Linked DNA regions of Zea mays: region 1 is linked to region 2. The links are chromatin contacts, called in public Hi-C maps. All regions are on one chromosome and are shown on one strand. Each heading gives the region's core, a stretch centred on a gene start, on an enhancer-like site or on the middle of the called end of the contact. The rest is flanking DNA. Distances are from core to core; before and after follow the strand shown.

Region 1 (6,924 bases), core at 4,363-6,862, 220 kb after region 2:
AACGGTGTACACATGGTAATATTCGTTCTCGTGATTCGTGGCCCAAAAGATTCCTTCTATGCATGATTTATGCACATTTCTACATATATTTATGCATGTGTATATCGTCTATCACGTCTCATCCAGGATTTGTGGCTATCATATGCATGGCTGACGCATGCTCGCGTACAGTGGGCCGACCGCGACCTGGTTGGCGTCCTGGCTGGGGCTTCCTCCACTAACGGAAGCCCAGGACTTCCATTACCTCTTCCCTATATATATATATATATATATATATATATATATATATATATATATATATATATATATATATATATATATATATATATATATATAGAGAGAGAGAGAGAGAGGAAAGGTATGGACCTATTTCTAAGTTGTTCTCAACGGTTCCCACAAGATTTGTTAAGATAATCATGTAAGAGATAAGAATTTCAGCCTGAATTAATCATATCACTGACCGTCTAGGCTAATCTGCAAACCATGCGACCATCCAGGTGCTAAATTTGGTGCTAACACATGGGCAGGGTAAGCGTATATGCAATTACCAAAGTAAACATATTGTGACTGATAAAGCTAGAATTAAAATCTGAATTCCAAGCTAGAATACCATACAAATAGATTCACTACTTAGTTTGAATTTGGGTAACGTGTCTAAGCATTTTAACCACATGTGGATATTTAGATAAGTTTCATGGCCTCAATTTTGATAGTATTTGCTTTCCCCTACATATGTGCTAAATATTCAACATATGTTAGATTTCAAAATTATAAAAGAAGCATTTCTACCGAAAGATGATGACATGTATAAGATAAACCTTTAAACGTCTACACCTCTTTGACTACCAATTAGAAAGGTTCTTCCTTAGCACCTATAATAGTTAGTGTCGTAGTTTCGGAAACCGGGGAACAATAGATTTGTGTTCGGTGGGGATGCAAGCATGGACTCACTCCGAATGGTGGATCACGGAGATCCAAGCAAAGAACTGAGACACTAGGTTATACTGGTTCAAGCCGGAGCCCTAGTTCAGTGTAGTGCTGATTGTAGTATTGCAGTAGGGCGTATTACAGTTCGTGTGCTTGTGTATAGAAAGAAAGTTGCCCCGCCCTTTTATAGTTCAAGGGGGGCTTTATAGTGGGGACTTGTATTCTACCAGGAGGGAGCTCAGCTTGCTGCCTCTAGATGGCTTAGTCCTCTGGCATCGTCCGTGGGGTCGTGCGTTGTCGTACCCATAGTATGATGTTTCATCTTGTTCGTTCGGTAACGAGTCCTTGTAGCTTGCTTGGTGCCAGCGCTGCGGCACCTGGTGGGTCCCGCAAAGCGGGCTTATGGTAGGGTTCTAGGTCGTGTCTGGTACCAGGTCGTGTCTGGTAAGCTTCATCTTATGTCATACCCTTGCGTGATTGTGAAGCACACGTAGGTATAGGCCCAATATGGGGTATTGCCTCGTCCTTTTCGGTGTATGGGTCACTATAGAGACTCTGGTGCTGAGGCCTCTGCGACTAGAGTTGACCGATCCCACGAGTCAGTGAGGACATATCCGTCGACGCACGCGGGGTGTTCCATCGTGTCTGTCTGGCATATTTTGGTACTGTAAGTATGGTCTGACCGTCGTTTGGTGATGTTGTGTCTTGTCGCGGCCGTCGTGGGTCGACAACGTCGGCCTGAGTTCTTTTCTTGTGGATCTGCTCAACAGAGACAGTGTCGTTCACCCCACCTCGTAGACTCACTGGGGGCTTGGTCGGTCACCCTGCCTCGCTGACTTGCTTGGCGGGGGTTTGGTCGGACGTCCCGCCTCGCAGACTTGCTCGGTGGAGACTTGGTCATTCGGCCCATCTTGCATACTTGCTCGACGGGGGTATGCTCGGTCACCTCGTCTCGCAGACTTGCTCGATAGGTACTTGGTCATTCGTCCCGCCTCGCAGACTGGCTCGACGAGGGTTTGGTCGGCCGTCCCGCCTCACAGAATTGCTCGGCGGGGATTTAGTTGGTTCATAGACCATAGAGAGGTTTATGGGCCTTGCCATGGTACCTTTTCCTGGGTACCTAGAGAGACCAGAAACCTGTGAGATCAACATCATGACAAGATGTCTACATGCCACCTTTTTTAGATAATGGGAATTCAAAGTTCCCGGTCTTTGTCTCAAAGAGACTATAGCTGAATTATTACAAACTCAGATAGGAACAACACTATCTGAAAACTCAGAGAAAGGCAAAACATAGTGCGGCGAAACGAGATTAAAGACAAAGTCTAAATGCAGATCCCCATCTATGATGTCTAAAAATCTGCATCACCAACTCCTCCAATCTACGACATGCCTTGATTATTAGTTCTTGATCATCCTGTCTAAGTTGTAGTTGAGCCCAGAAGCGGAGCCAATGCGTAGCCCGAAAAACCACCTGCAAAGAAGATTTTATTGGAGCATTATTAAACACTGCATCATTCTTGCTCAACCAGAGTGCCCAACATATAGCCGAAGCTACTAGAATAAAGTGACTTCTCTTTCTATTATCCAGACCAGTTAACCAAGAACCAAAGATATGCCTAATATTGTTTGGTGGACGAACACCACATCTGATTGGAACTAAACGTCAAATAAATTTAGCAAGTTGGTAGTGGAAAAAAAGATGATCAATTGTCTCATTACAATAGATATTTTGAATGTAGTTATTACTTGCATGTTTTAGCAAACCCAACATTCATTACATATGAAAGAAAGATACGACTTGGAGATACCAATCGATAAAGTCCAAAGACCAAAATTTGACGTATGCTTCTAGTAGCACAATATTCTCTTTGTTGCTTTTTAAACGAACTTGTATTGGTGAAGCTCGAAATCTTGAACATGTTCATACCGCAGTCTTGATTCGGTCGCATAGAATACACCGCTTGTATTTAGGTCCAAAAGAAAAGACCATTGTCCCCATAGACACTTGGCATCACACGTTGTAGGGTTTGTTCCTGGTCGTTTCACTTGACGACACAGACTATATATACAACACCGTGTATCAGCCTGTGGTATCCAGCTACAGTGGGGGTTGAGTAACTTAATTAAGCCATGCATGCAGCGTCATGTGCACCGGCAGTGACCTAGCTTGCCCCCAACGGAAGCCATGTCAGGTGCTCGCGTCAAGCAATAGGTGGGCTATGTCGCGCTTTTGAGCCTTGGGTTGGTCATCATCACCAGTAACCGCCACAGGAACAGGAACCGTCTCTGAAGCGATGGAAGCGAATCGCGTCTCGCAAGATTATCTCTCTCCTCTCACTCTTGGATATCAGCTCCATGGTCGAGTGGCAGTCACGGCAAACTCTCAGGTTCTTCATCACTCGGATCGGAGCTGATTGCGGCAAATGGATCATTCCAAATGCCACAGCTAGTTTTTCGCTGTGGCAACCCGCCAAATCCTGCTCCCTGCTAGAGATGCCCGCCACCTTGGAAACCATCTCTGCCACTTTTCTGTATATTGCTTTGCTCTCTGGATGGGACTTGTCACCGGCAACAAAAGAGTGAACTCCAGAGCTCAGCTCGATCCAACTAAGACCAGGCTCTTTCTTCACGCCTCGCTCTTTCATCAGATCTCGAGTCTTTGAAGCCGAGGACAGCTCGCCAGCATCCAGATACATGTTGTAGAGAATTACGTAGGATGCTGAGGAAGTGGGCTCCAGATCCATTATCTTGTCCGCCACAAGTTGGCCTCTCTCCATGTCTCCGTGGATACGACACGAGGCCAGCAAAGACCGCCAGACCACAGCATCGTCATGGAATGCTGAATCCCTTATGAAAGCCTCAGCATCGGCTAACCTCCCGGCTCGTCCAAGAAGATCAACAACACAGGTGCAATGCTTTATGGTTGGGCTCAATCCATATTCATCATTCATAATTCCATAATACCTGCATAAGATCATCAAAGGAGAATGTATGAATATATAGAAAGTTGCACTGGAAAATTGATCGAATGCTCTGAGATGATGAAATGAAATTCTAGTCTTACCTGAGTCCCTCATCAACCAATCCTCCATGACTACATGCAGTAAGGATGCTGAGAAAAGTGATCTCGTTAGGCGGTGCCACCTTCGCATCCAGCATTTCATTGAAAACGCATAAAGCATCCCTTGCACAGCCATGGTGCGCGTGGCTTGATATCACCGCGGACCAAGAGACAACATCACGCGATTCCATCTCCTGAAACCTCCGGGTGGCAGCATCAACATCCCCTGACCTAGCACACATGTGTATGAAGGAATTCCCCATGGCGGTGAAGCGGTTAAAGCCAGACTTTACAGCAAGGCACTGGATCTGCTCACCGGTCCTTGCAACAGCTAAACTGGCACATGCGTTCATCACGCTCGACATCGCGAAAACATCAGGTCTCAGTCCACAGCGTACTGATTCTTGGAACAGCCTCAGTGCCTCCTCAAAAAGCTCGTTCTGAACGCACCCTGAAATCACTGACGTCCAGATGACGACGTCCTGCTTAGGCAGGGATCTGAAACACCTGTATCCGTCCTCCATGCAACCAGAGCCAGAGTACAAGTCAATGAGTGCGCTCCCGATATAGACATCGCCTTGGAAGCTGTGCTTGAGCACTTGGCCATGTATCTGTTTCCCGAATCCAAATTCACCGGCCAGGTTACATGCACGCAGGATACTTGAGAATGAGAACTCAGAAGGCTGCATCCCTCGGCTCTGCAGCTCTGAATACAGGCCCAAAGCTTCTCTAGCGACGTCGGCTGCTTCCTCACGACAGAATCCTGCAATCATCGCATTTAAAACAATCACATTCGGGTCTGGCACTGACTTGAAAAGAGCAACCGCGTTGGTCAAGGCGCCTCTCTTAGCGTACATGTCGATCATTGCGCTCGCGAGGAACAGGTCGGCGTCCAGTCCAGCCTTCACCACGCACCCATGAACCGCCTCAGCGATGCGCCCTCCTCCGACATCACCAGCAGCAGCATAAGAAGAGGAGGAGGCACAGCACTTGATGATGCTCCCAAGCGCGAACGAGTTCCACCCCAGACCATGCCGGCACATCAGAGAGAACACCTCCAGCGTCTCCTCACGTGCACCGGCACGGACGTACCCGGAGAGCAGCGCGTTCCACGAGACGTCGTCACGCTCCTCGGCTGCATCAAACACGCGCCTGGCCTCGCCCATCTCGCCGCACCTGGCGTACATGCTGGCGACCGAGTTGGACAGGAACAACCCGTTGCCGAGACCTCCCAGGACGACCATGGCGTGCACGGCCTTCCCCGTCCTCACGTCGAGCGCCCGAGAGCACGCGGCGAGCGCCGCGGCGTACGTGAACCGGTCGACCACCCTGGCCCACGCCCGCGCGCGCGCGAACGTCGCCAGGGAGAGGGCCGGGAGTCCCGCGCGGGAATAGGCGACGATGACGAGGTTGTAGGAGACGGCGTTGCGGCGGGGCATTTCGTCGAGCAGGCGGGCGGCGTGGAGTGGGGCCCCAACCCCGAGGCGGCAGTAGGAGGCCAGGAGGCAGTTGCGGAGGAAGAGAGAGGCGTTTGGGTGCGCGCGCGCAAGGTGGGCGTGCACTGCCGCGACGTGCGGTAGCGCCGCGCAGGAGCGGAGAAGGTGGAGGTAGAAGGCCTCCATGGACGCCGGCGATGGAGCAGACCGATAGTAATCTACTGCTCATCTTTGCACGTTACTGGCCATCTGGCCGCAGCCGCCCCATGGCCCCCCTCCCAACTAGGGATTGTGCGGGAACAAAGGGAGGCAGATGATTGCTCAAGAACGGGGACAAGCGAGAGGCGGCGGGGTATCGCCAGGGGAGAGGCGGGGCGGGAGACCCTTGCCTCGTTGGTTTACGTCCGATTGCACCCGGAATCGTTCCAACTAATCAAAGTTTATACTCCCTCCGTTTCTTTTTATTTGTCGCTGGATAGTGCAAGGGAGTATAAATTAGAGAAGCAATCCGGCTATGAATCGTTCCGACCCATCAAACTGGTGAGTCGGCGGAGAGACTTTGATTACACGCGTATGCACAATCAAGTGAGTGTCTTCGTTAGGGCTTGTTCGGTTATTCCTATATTAAATGAGATTGAATTTTTTTAAGATTTTGATTTATTTGAAATTTAAATCACACTCAATTTCATCCAGTCTATGTGGATTGAGAGCAAAACGAATAAACTCTAACGAACGTGTGAGATTGACCATCCAAGATCCTATTTAAAGAAGATGTATATGCAAGTTCAAGGCAGGCCGTGTAATCAGTCGTGTAAAATACTATTTTGCACTGTAGATAACATTGTTTTTATAGTGAAGTTTGAAATAAAGAGCGAGATAAAAAATGGGATAATAAGTCTGCTGGAGATAGTCTAAACGTCGTCGACTAGAACGGTCCTATCCTAACTTCTGACCTTAAATCAAACAACATCTTAAACCAAACAACCTTATAAGCTTATATAAAGGATTGTCTTATCCTATTCTGTTACATCATTGCAACCAAACACACCATAAAATAATTTCAATTTCATTCATAGGCTAGAGACATTATTACCAGCTCTATATGTAAATAAACATACGTTCAGTTTTATGTGCTCTTCGATTCTTCGATGCTACTTGATTCTTTGATGGAATGGTTTTACAGAATGATTCGTTGGAAGAGCTATCTTTCCCAGTTCTTTAGTCTTGCCCTTTGATTCTTTGATGGAATGGTTTCATAGAATGACTCTTCGATGGAATGATTATATAGGATTCATAAAAGAGTAGAGTAGAGACCTAATGAAAATTAATTACCAAATATCTAACTTCATGGCTCCCAATATAAATAGAGAAGTAATTCCCTCATTCTCACTTAGACCAGTTGACATTTCGAGAATTTGGGTAGCCGAAGACATTCTGCGCATTTAGGTGATTAATAATGAGTGTGTTTGGTTTAACTTTTGGATGTCTTTTGTCTGC
Region 2 (6,592 bases), core at 735-3,234:
AAACTAAACCCGTGTCCTTGATGTACATCGACCATTTCTTGTGGAATCTTCCAGTGAAGAAACAAGATGGCCATGGTCGTTAATATGCCGCGGTGAAACAAATTCGGTATAATTCAAAAGTAACACTAGGAACTGACCTCAGAGCATCTCCAACAAGAGCCCTAAACAGGGTCCTATTTTGAAATATAGGACTCTAAACATGCTTCAACAGTGACCCTATTTTACAAAAAATCATCAAATGACTATAGGGCTCGGTCTCTCAAGTCCTAAATATAGTACCTCATATACTGGAGCCCTATCCTTACTTTGTAACTATGCCTAACCTTTTTATTTCCTAAATAACATGATTTATTTTCTAATAATATGATATAGGGCTCAACTGTTGAAACCGCAAACGTTTTTGTGGCCCTAAACAAATTTAAGGGAGTGTTTGAATGCACTAAAGCTAATAGTTAGTGTCTAAAATTAGCTGAAGACATTCAAACACCCTAACTAATAGTTCAATTATTTAGCTATTTTTAGTAAATTAGTTAATAGTTAGCTAGATATTTGTTAGCTAACTAATTCCGCGATTTTTTAGCCAACTATTACCTCTAGGCTCTAGTGCATTCAAACACCCCTTTAGTAAATTAGCTACTAGTTAGCTAACTATTTGTTAGCTAGCTAATTCTACTAGTATATTTTTAGCTAACTAACTATTAGCTCTAGTGCATTCAAACACCCTCTAAATCAGGTCCTATTTTAGTTTTGAAGACTCAAATATAGGACTTCTTGTTGGAGATGCTCTCAGTCTTAATCTGCACGAGGACACTACAACACCGTGTTCTGCTACCAGTGCTACCTGATCAGACAGTAATAGTTCTAGAAATCATGCTATATCCAATTCTTTTAGAGTGGATATGTAGACAGTGGCCGGGTGTGCAAGCAATCAAGCAAGCGATACGTTTACAGGGAGCTTTTTGGAACGCCGGCATTCCCATGTCTGGGCTTCGTGAAGTAAGTACTCCCAACGAAGCATTTGGAATTCTGTTATTATAATAGGCTGCTCTTTGTATTTCTATTATCCTTGACGTTTTTAACCATGCTGGACAGTCATCTACCGCTGAACGGCCTGTCATCACACGTTTTGACTGAGCTGGCCCGTTCCCGTTCTTCTTCCAGAACGGATCAAGCTCACTTGCTCCTCGACGGCAATGGATCCGCCGTCGGACCCGAAGCCGATCATCCCCCTCGATGAGATCGTCAGCGACTTCGAGGGTGTGCTCGCGGCAGACTCTTGCCTCACTGCCCCAGCGCAAGGTGTGCCAACTCGAACTTCTCCCTCACCATTGCAGATGTGAACAACTCCTGGTTGGATTCACCGCTAGAGCCCGAGGTAATCCCAGTGTTCCCTCCCTTGTTCCCTCCCTTGTTCCCTCTTTAGCATTTGCACTTGGTAAATGAGTTGTATTTAATCAGTGAAAGTGATGACGAACTGCCATTGATTTGAAAACAACAGAAACAATACAATTCAACCAAATAAAATTGCTAACAAACATAGTTTGTTCACCACTTAAAACAATAAAGAACTGGCATCAAGATCCTATTTCAAATGACAAAGTAATTTTAGGATCGACGAAAAATGCATATCATACATCACGACGCAGAGGTCTAGGAGCTTTCTTGGCAGCCTCGGTGTTCGCCTTCTCAGCTTGAACAATCATCTCCAAAGCCGTCGCACTAGCAACGAAGGCGGCTTTGCGAGCAACGACCCTTGCACGCCTGGCTGCAGCGAGCAAATCGCTTAATCGTCCGCGACCACAGGACCTTTGCCCGACTCCATGACAACGGGGAAGAAGCCACAGGCGGCGAGGAATCAAATGGGGAGACGAGCAGAAGGGGAAGAAGGAAGAGCTCAGGTGGAACCCTAGCGTACCTCCGGTGTGGGACCTGGACTGTTTTGGAAGAAGAACGGGAATGGGGCTCCTACGGGGCAGCTCAGTCAAAAACTCAAAACGCGTGGTTATAAGGCTGTCTCCAGCAAGGTCCTCTAAATTTAATCCCTTAAGGTCTCGTTTATTTCCTTTCATTTCAAGAAATTGGAATCATACTAATGAAATAGGCTATTTTTTAGAATATGATATTCCACCACTTTCCAAAGTTATCATATAAGTCTATCTCAAATTCATGAGGTGAAAGATGAAAATTGATTCTATAAATTTACATGTTATTTTTCTGATGTACGACTTATAGCACACTCTTCTAATTGCTTCGCTATGACATAAATGTAGTATATAACTATCTCTCATATGATTTTGGATAATATACAAATATATTACATATATAAATATATGAACTTAATTAGTTTTGTCTAAATTATAATTATTAAAATGGAATTCAATTCCAACGAAACAAACGGGCCATAAAGGAAATTGCATTTGTCCTTTACAGCACTCTCTAAAAGATTCTGTACTCTATATCTTCTTCATCTTCAGCAATATCCCCTAAATTCCATCCTCTATATCAACAGTGTACTAATTTAACATTCTATATTATTTTTTACTACTCGTCACCACGTGAGCGTACAGACACAAAAAGGTGTACAGTGTGTAGAGCACCCTCTACAGATAGCGGACGCATGCCATCCTCTAAATTTTAGAGAACGCTTTAGAGTTCCTTGCTGAAGGGATAAAGGACCTGACCGTCCCCTACATTTAGAGTACAAGACCCTTTACAGTCTCCTGCTGGAGATAGCCTAAGCCTGCCGTTTGGTTTTCTGGGAAGGGATGCATGAAACAATTACTAGCTGGATCTTTTCTCCAAATTATATAAGTTTTGATTAGCCGGAACGATTCCAAACTTATTCCTGGACAAACGAACAAACCTAACAGTAGATGACTGTCCAGCACGGTTAAAAGTAGCAAGGATAATAAAAATACAAAGAGCAGCCTGTTATAATAACAAAATTTCAAATACTTCGTTGGGGTAGTTATTTTACGAAGCCCAGACATCCGAATACCGACGTTCCAAAAAGCTTGTTTACAGGACAGGGACGAGCGGATGGAGGAGTTGGGCGGCGGTGCAACGTGCTGTTCATTTTGAGAAAAAAAAGGAAAAAAAAGTCAGCCTAGCTGGCCGCTATTAGGCCGGCTGGCCGAGCAGACCAGCCAGCGGCAGCCAAAACCTACGCGCAGGCAAAGGACGGAGGTCAGACCGAGCAAGGAGTTGCCCAGGTAAAACTCGCGTGCGGAGTTGGGGGCGGGCGACGACGCTCCACTCCTCTCCGGTTCCCACGGAACTGACGCTGAAGCTTGCGCATCTCGCATGGATCCGTCCTTGGCGGCTGCCCTGGTCAGCTCCCTACATAAGGGAAGTGGATCCCCTTCTCCTGGACTCTACGGTTCCATCCAATCCACTGTTCCAGCGAGAAATCCTTCGATCTGCTCGATTCCGGGTGTCTGGTCTCGTCCGTATCGTCAGCTGTCTGTTGTTCTCGGTGGTGGTGGTGTGGTGTTGTTGATGCTCCGTGCCTTGGTGTTGCTCGTTGATTCTCTGGTCTCTATCCACCGTGGTCTGGTGCTTGGGCTCCCTGCTGCGCGGTGTTCCTCTTCTCGGGCTGGTGTCGTGGACGTCTCCTTCGGCTCCAGCAGCGACTCTAGTATCTCCGTCAACCTCCCGCCGTGCAGGCCCGGACGTGGGCAGCGGAATTGGTTTTCTGGGACAGAACCTTGTGCTCGCTGAGCTAGTCTTCCCACGTAGACAATCTACGTGCTGTGAGCCTGTGAGTTACCCGTTGCATCTCTATATTTATTGAGTAATTTTATGCAATTTGCTAGTATTATTTACTTGGATGTGATTGCACAATTTGTGGGCAGAGTTGATTGCTCGATGATGATAGCGGTGTAGTGAGACGTCGTGACAGTCTGGGTTTTAGTGTGTTGTTATTTTCAGCATTGATATGATTTGGTAAGATAGGATTGTCACGTTAATTGAGGATCTTTGATCACCCTTTAGCGTTGCAGGGCTGTCTAGTGCAGCAACTCGCTATTTTGAGAGCAATATTTTAAGATAAACAATTATGTTTATATGCAACTTCTGCCTTCTTCATCTGCAAGCCATGTTTAATTTTGAAATGGAACTGAGTAGCTATGTTTCATGTTTCCATTCACTGGAATTGCTACTGTTCATTGCTGTTATAATTACATATGGCATTTATCTGAGTTATATACCTGTTTTATTCGGAATTAAAATATTTAATATATTTAAATTTGATGAAAGCATGTCACTTATTTCTCTAAGTTTACAACAATCCAGAAAACCAATTCTGACGCCCATGAAGAAGCAAATGACTCTCACTGAGTTGTCAGTTGCGATAAATGTGGAAGAGCGTGCAAGGTCCAGTAACAAGTCATCACAGCAACTCCAGGCTCACGTTGTTGAGAAAGGTGAAGATAGAAAATTCCAGAAGAAGAAGAAGAACTCTCCACACAAGAATCTGAATGAACTTAAGTCCAAAAAGATGAAGAAGAAAAAGGAGGATTTTATCTGCTACGTTTGTGGTGTTTCCGGGCATACAACTCGGAGGTGCAAACTTAGGAAGGGAAAAGGTCCTCCACCTCAGCGCAAAGAAGAGAACGTGGTGGTTAACTCCACCCCAGGGTATGCACCTCAGGCCTTTATGGTAAGTCCATCAGATGACTGGTGGATGGATTCTGGTGCTACTATTCATATTTGTGTTAATCGATCCATGTTCTCTTTATTACAGGGATACAACAGCGCACCAGTCTTGATGGAAATGGTGTTCCGGCAGCAGTTCGAGGTACTGGACAGGTCTACCTGAAGTTAACTTTAGGAAAGACGCTCATGCTGAAGGACGTACTCTATGTGACCTCGATGAGCCGGAACCTCATATCAGTGTCGTTGCTATGTCGACAGGGTCTCAAATTAGTGTTTGAGTCTAATAACGTGGTCCTGTCTAAGTTTGGTACTTTTGTTGGAAAGTCATGAGTCAGGTGGTTTGTTCCGTCTTTCTGTTTTGAACAATCATTCTTCTTACCATGTTAATGTGGTCTGTAATTGTCGGGGACCATAATTAGGGGTACCCTCAAGGCTCCTAATTCTCAGCTGGTAACCCCCATCAGCACAAAGCTGCAAAGGCCTGATGGGTACGACTAAGCCAGGGATCAGTCCATTCGACGGACTCGATCACGCCTCGCCCGAGCCCAGCCTCGGGCAAGGGCAGCCGACCCCGGAGGATCTACGTCTCGCCCGAGGCCCCCCTCCAGCAACGAACATACTTCCAGCTCGCCCGAGGCCCAGTCTTCGCCAAGAAGCAACCCTGGCCAAATCGCCACGCCAACCGACCAAATCGCAGGGGCATTTAATGCAAAGGTGGTCTGACACCTTTATCCTGACGCACGTCCTCCAGTCGACAGAGCCGAAGTGACCGCAGTCACTTCGCCGCTCCACTCACCGGCCTGACAGAAAGACAGCGCCGTCTGCGCCGCCCCGACTGCTGTGCCACTCGACAGAGTGAGGCTGACAGGCAGTCAGGCCCGGCCTCAGGCACCATAGGAAACTCCGCTTCGCCCGACCCAGGGCTCGGACTCGGGCTCAGCCCCGGAAGACGGTGAACTCCGCTCCGCCCAACCCAGGGCTCGGACTCGGGCTCAGCCCCGGAAGACGGCGAACTCCGCTCCGCCCGACCCAGGGCTCGGACTCGGGCTCAGCCCCTGAAGACGACGAACTCCGCTCCGCCCGACCCAGGGCTCGGACTCGGGCTCAGCCCCGGAAGACGACGAACTCCGCTCCGCCCGATCCAGGGCTCGGACTCGGGCTCAGCCCCTGAAGACGACGAACTCCGCTTCGCCCGACCCCAGGGCTCGGACTCAGCCCTGGCCTCAGCCGACGATCTCCGCCTCGCCCGACCCAGGGGCTCGGACTTGACCTCGGCCTCGGAAGACAGACTCGACCTCGGCCTCGGAGGAGCCTCCACATCGCCCAACCTAGAGCACGGACCAACCACGTCAACAGCAGGCGCCATCATTACCCTACCCCAAGCTGACTCCGGCTACGGGAAACAAGACCGGCGTCCAGTTTGGCTCGCTCCGCCAGACAAGCAATGATGGCGCCCCGCACGCTCTATGACGACGGCGACTCACAGCCCCCTTATGGAAGCAAGAAGACGTCAGCAAGGACTCGACAGCCCCGACAGCTGTCCTTCCGCCAGGCTCCAGCGCTCCTCCGACGGCCACGACACCACACGAACCGGGTGCCAAAACCTCTCCGGCTGCCACGATGGCATATACTTAGGGCGCTAGCTCTCCTCCGCTAGACACGTTAGCACTCTGCTACACCCCCCATTGTACACCTGGATCCTCTCCTTACGCCTATAAAAGGAAGGACCAGGGCCCTCTTACAGAGGGTTGGCCGTGCGGGGAAGAGGACGGGGCAGGCGCTCGCGTGAGGCCGCTCGCTCCCCTCCCGCGTGGACGCTTGTAACCCCCTACTGCAAGCGCACCCGACCTGGGCGCGGGATAAACACGAAGGCCGCGGGATTTCCACCTCTCGCTCTCTCCGTCTGCCTTTTCCCCCCTTCGCGCTCCGTCTCGCG

Evidence for each region. A called contact is a pair of places that touch in the nucleus more often than the background predicts.
Region 1: a contact with region 2 is called in a Hi-C map of bundle sheath, with 2.5 times the contacts expected there. The contact joins the promoter of LOC101202727 here to the promoter of LOC103650710 in region 2. A contact is called at or near these places in 5 of 25 Hi-C or Micro-C datasets (bundle sheath, ear, endosperm and 2 more).

The regions. Positions count from the first base shown.
Region 1 is chr3:148,913,494-148,920,417 of Zm-B73-REFERENCE-NAM-5.0, forward strand. LOC101202727 reads right to left here and starts at 5,613. Exons shown (of 2, transcript NM_001279534.1): 1 at 3,995-5,613; 2 at 3,177-3,894. The coding sequence starts at 5,613. The coding sequence ends at 3,183.
Region 2 is chr3:148,698,791-148,705,382 of Zm-B73-REFERENCE-NAM-5.0, forward strand. LOC103650710 (pentatricopeptide repeat-containing protein At2g26790, mitochondrial) reads right to left here and starts at 1,985. Exons shown (of 4, transcript XM_020550352.3): 1 at 1,635-1,985.